Regions from separate parts of the Delphinus delphis genome. Here region 2 is linked to region 1. The links are chromatin contacts, called in public Hi-C maps. All regions are on one chromosome and are shown on one strand. The core of a region is the stretch at or near the end of the contact, and the rest is flanking DNA. Distances in the headings are between cores, read along the strand shown.

The links. A called contact is a pair of places that touch in the nucleus more often than the background predicts.
Region 2: a Hi-C map of lung shows a contact between it and region 1, with 2.9 times the contacts expected there. The contact joins the promoter of MCRS1 here to the promoter of DNAJC22 in region 1. A contact is called at or near these places in 2 of 3 Hi-C or Micro-C datasets (lung and muscle).

The regions. Positions count from the first base shown.
Region 1 is chr11:39,261,426-39,264,125 of mDelDel1.2, reverse strand. DNAJC22 (DnaJ heat shock protein family (Hsp40) member C22) reads right to left here and starts at 1,311. Exons shown (of 4, transcript XM_060024717.1): 1 at 1,161-1,311; 2 at 433-1,158. The coding sequence starts at 1,283.
Region 2 is chr11:39,449,735-39,452,434 of mDelDel1.2, reverse strand. MCRS1 (microspherule protein 1) reads left to right here and starts at 1,425. Exons shown (of 15, transcript XM_060024724.1): 1 at 1,425-1,508; 2 at 2,673-2,700.

The DNA of each region.
Region 1 (2,700 bases), core at 62-2,561:
GACTTCCACATTACGGGTACCTGCTCCAATAAGGCTTAGCCTAGGGCTTCCCTGGTGGCACAGTGGTTAAGAATCCGCCTGCCAATGCAGGGGACACGGGTTCGAGCACTGGTCTGGGAAGATCCCACATGCCACGGAGCAACTAAGCCCGGGCGCCACAACTACTGAGCCTGCACTCTAGAGCCCATGAGCCACAACTACTGAGCCTACAAGCCTAGAGCCCATGCTCCGCAGCAAGAGAAGCCACTGCAATGAGGAGCCCGCGCACCGCAACGAAGCGTAGCCCCCGCTCACCGCAACTAAAGAAAGCCCGCGCACAGCAACGAAGACCCAAGGCAGCCAAAAGTAAATAAATAAATTTATATTTTCAAAAAAGGCTTAGCCTCACTTCCGGAGCCATTCCAGACAGGAACGAGAGGGAAGAAAACTTACCTGGTAAGCCAACTGACGCTTCTAATCCTGAAAACTGTGAACAAACTCATAGAGCTTTTACCACTCTTGGAAGTAGCCGCTGCTGAAGCCATGGTCTCCCACCAGCAGCTTCTAGACCCAGTAAGGCAGAAGGAGGACAGACTCCATCAGGTGCCCACGGAGGGGGAAGAAGCTGAACCAACTGAAGAAGGAGCCAAGGGTCTCTGCCACATAGCTAAGGGCGGCAGCCGTGTTGCAGAGGGCACTGTATGCTAGCGGGCATGTGAAAGCAAGGTAAGCCAGGCCCAGGCAGTAGAGCCGCACACTGAGCATCTCTGAGCCAACTGAAGCTTTGTAGAGGCGATGCTTCTGGGCTGTGATGCCAGCAGCCAAGCTGGTGGGCAGGATGGCTATGGGGTGGCCATAGAAAATAGGGGAAGTACGAAACGCTGCTCCTAGAGTGTTCTTAAAGTCTGAGGTCTGGTTACCAACAGCAGCCATCAGCAAAACCCCTAAGCCAGCTGCCAGTGGGAGGCCCACAATATAGAAGCTGCCCATGAAGGAGAGGCTAATGAGAGCCACAAGGCCAAAATAAATGCCCACTATCACCTGGGCAGCAAAGTGAATGGGACTCAAAGGGTGTGTCCCCCCTCCTGAACTCTGCCTCTGCCGCTGGGGTCTGTTGGCCTGAGCAACAAAGCTCGGGAGCTTCCAGAATTCCCAGAGCCAGCCTAGGCCATCCCTCCCCCCCCTCCGCCCCCCAGGGGCATCCAGAGCTGTGCGTGGCTGTCCCACCCAAGGTACAGGTGATGGAGCCCAGCAAGGCCCCCTACAGCCCAGAGGGCATAGGTCCTCAGGAGCCCCTTGGCCATCCTCTAGGAGAAGGGTCTCAGAACAAGTCCAGTGGTACCTGCCATTGCTCAGAATGCCAAAATCTGGGATCATCTGTGAGAATCATGGCAGTCACGGGTCCAGAGTTATCCTTAGACCCTAAGGCATGGAAAAAAGCAGTCATAAGATTATATCCAGGTCCCCACACAGTAACCATCTCTCCTTCCAATATTAGTCAAGTCCAGATCTTCCTGAGTGTCCCTGAAATTGTGGTTCTCCCATACCCTTAGGTCTAGCACCTCATCTCTGTGTTTTACAACCACAGTGACTCCAAATTTAGGGGAGAAGAACGTTTGAAATGCTTTCAGTTGAGTAACTGAGAACTCAGCACACGGACAATAAAAAGCAGGAGCTTAAATTTCAGACCTTCCCTCAGACCACTGACCTCCTGGTCAGTGGGGTGCGGGGGCCGAGGTGGAATGAATCGGAGTGAATACAATGTTCCCGAAAGTTCCTACACATTTTAAAAGTCCCCTGCCACACAGCCCGCTCCACCCGGCCCCAGCTCCGCCTGTGGCTGCCCTCACACACTTGGCGGAGATTTTAGCCCCTCTCCAGCCTCCCATCTCTCCAGACCAGGACATCCTCCCACAAGTCAACCTTGAAAGAAGTCCTGAGTTCCCTCCAGCTCTGAAAAACTACATTTTGACCTAGACCCTGGCACCCCGCAATTCAACCACCTCCTTCCAGGGCAAACTTGTAAAGTCTCTCCACAGCGGCCCGATGAATCCCCAGGATATCAAACCAGACGTAAAGTGCCCCTGCTAGTCTCTTCCCTCTACGCAGAGCGGGCCTCCTGACCACCAGCCAGCACCCGCTAGTCCCAGAGTGAGCAGCGGTACCTGGGCACCTCGGCTCCCAGACCCCATCAGATCAGTCATCTCCTCTGACCACAGAGTCAAAATGGCCCCTCTCTTTCCGCTCCCACTTCCATCCAAATGGACTTTGTCTTTCTGTGTTTGCTGTGTCACGGAAGTCGGGCCGTCCTGGCCAGGCCCCTCCCCAAGGCCCTCCCTGGCCCCTAAGGGATCACCTTTCAGGCTGGGGCTCCTCTCGCCCGCCCGCTCGGGTAAACTCGGTTTAAGGTGTTCCCGGCGTATTCCGCCTTCCCAGGCTCACCCCGACTGGCGCAGGGCCCACTCCAGGCCGAGAGCGCCTACACAGCGACACCACGACCGCCAGGTGGCGCTGCCGCTCGCGGACGGGAGGTGCCGGGCGGGTCCCCAGACTCACCTTGTCCAGATGCCCGGGCAAAGCAGCCCAGGGCGGTCCCCTATAAAAGCAAAAACAAGCCCTTGATCTCCCCTTTCCACCCCCGCAAATGGGAGGGTGGCTCCTCCCTCGCCGCAGGCTGCAGTCCTCTCTCCCTGTTCCACTGCCGTTCAAGGCTGTCTTGGA
Region 2 (2,700 bases), core at 176-2,675, 190 kb before region 1:
AAAAAAAAAAAAAAAAAAAAGAATAAAGATCAAAATCTATACCATGAACTACAAGGCCTAATGTGATCTGCCCTGATGACCTCTCTATTCTCATCTACCTCCCTCTTTTTCTTGATCATCCTGTTCCAGCCACACTAATCTCCTTCCTCCTCCTCAAACTCACCAAGCTCTTTTCTGCTTTGGAGTTATGCTGTCCCCTCTGACTAGGTCATCTTAGCCCAGCTCTTTGCCTAACTGGTCCCTTATCAGCTGTCAAATCTCAATTCAATTGTCACCTCCTTAGAGACCTCCCTGATAACTCTCACCTAGTATAGCTACTATGCTATATCTAGTATAGTCCATCACACCTTGTATCAGAAAACACAATCTTTCAGGGGAAATAAAATAGGTTAATACTCATTAAGCAAGATCACAAATGAACACGGGACTCTTGAAGCAGAAGGCTATCATACACTGTCAGGGCCAGAAGCGCTAGCCTCCCATCTGACACTTGAATCGCCTGGCAATGTCCAGGTGATGTGTGCTTGACACCTCCACTGAGGGGACCACCCTAGCTGCTGGACAGCTTTGGAATTGTATCTTTCTTATTCTGAGCCGCAGTATGTTTCTCTAAGGCTATTACCCTTTTGTGCCCCTCCAAGGAAGCATAAAACAAATAGAAACCCTCTTTTAGAGGACAGTCTTTCTGGTTTCTCAAGACAGCTCTCACACCCCCAAACTCCCAACTTTTCCTGTAGTTTTGTCCTCCCATCTCCAGGGCACTCTCCTCTGAAGGTGCATCCTTGGGTCGTCTTACCTCCCGGGGGCCCACAGCTGCCTCCAGGAATCCAGGTGGGGTCGGGCTGATGGGAAGGGCACTCCTTCTCCCAGGGCCTCTACCTTCTAGAACCGCGGCCTACAACCCTCCCTCCGTTCCTTAGACATCAACCTCCCTGCCCCTTCTATATGTCACATCTCTCCGGCTAGAGGGAGCTCAACATCATCTCCCCGTGTTGTGCCTAGCACAGGGCCTGCCACAGAGTAGTTTCTCTAAAACCTTTGGTGGAATCAAACAATCCATAATTGGTCCTGAGAAACTATCAAGGAGTCCTAGATGTCTCAGGAGGCCGCAAGATTCGGAAGCCGAAATCTAGTCGGCCGCCCGGCCCCACCCTCGGGCCAGCCCCTTCCAGCGTTGCCTCATCTCGCTACTCAGGCTATCCTGCCCCAAGTCTCGCCTTTCCCTTTAATCACTTTCTCCAACCTGGATTCTATAATCCCTGACGCCTCCCTATATGTTGTCCCAATTGGGAAAGCCTTTAATTTTGGCTGTTAACAAAACAGCCACACCTTCGCTACCACGGCCACGGCCACGCCCCCTTACCCAAGTTACCGGGGTGAACCGGAAGGGGTTGCGCAGCCCTTAGTTCGTAGACCCGGAAGTAGACGGGCCTCACGGAAGCCGGCTTTGGCCCTGCGGCTGCTGCCGTCGCCGCGGAGAAATTGTTGGAGCTGGCAGCCTAGGAATGGTGAGACCTCGCGGTTCGCCTCTGAGTGTTCTGAGCAGAGTTGGGGATGAAATGGGGTTCTCCAGAGTGCCGCTGGGGACGACACCCCGCCAGGTTTGGGGCCCCGCCCCGGGAGCGCCCCGATAATCTGCGCATGCGTGGGCCGGACCGGGCCAGAATCTGGTCCTAGAAGTTACGCATGCGCAAAGGTGGCATGCCGAAGGTGGGGTGAGAATTGGTCTGGGAGTCACCCTTTCCCCGCCACCGGCCCGTGGGGCTTAAACCAAGGCTGCGAGGGCATCGGGGTTCACTCGGTGCTTTGCTTTTGCGTTGCAGGGCTGACTTCGTCACCACTCCTATCCCGAGCCCGTGAAACAGACCTGGACTAATCCCCTACTGTGGGTGTGCCCTTGGGGGGAGAACGAGGGGTGGAGGGCCGGAGAAGGCAGGCGGCGCTGACCCTGCCCCAGTCTACCCGCGGAATCGGGCCCTTCACCCTCTCCCCAGGTGGCAAGATTCCCAGCCGTATCAAATGGTACGGCGCGAGGAGCGCACCTGGGGGCAGGGCTAGAACGCTGCGCGGAGAGACGCCCTGGTCAGAAGGGGCGGGACTCTCCGAAGCGGCGCGCTCCGCAGAGTCCCTACTACCTGAGTTCTCCGGGCTTAGGCGAGGGCCCCCCCCAGGGTGGTTGATATTTGCTCAGTTCCCAAGCCGCGTTTTTTAGCTTCCACGAGGTACCACCCATTAAATCTTCAGCCAGAGCTTCAGATGAAAAAAGTGAGATGGACTGGTGGGAGTTCAATCTCCGTTTCCTTTTCCCTGCTTTGGGCTGGGAGGGGAGCTGAATGGGCAGCTGACAAAAAGTGAGCCAAGAATCCCTTGTTTCTTGCTAGTTTATAGTCAAGGCCCTTAACCTAGGGGCTATGAGTAGAATTAGAGTGGTTTGTGAACCACTCTAATGTGTACATTTTTCTAGGGTCCATAGCTTTTATCACTGTCTCAGAGATGTCGGTGACCTTCGAAAGACTACTGGTTTATCAGGGTCATATTGGCAGAATATATTGTGTCTCTTCTCCTGGTGTTTTCCCTAGCTTATGGGATCCTGGGGACCTGTTCCAGTATAAGGAGGTGAAGCTGGCCAGTTCGAAACCTGAGCCTCAGGGAGCCTCATTTCTCCTTTGCAGAATCTCTTCTCAGCCTCTAAGCTCACCT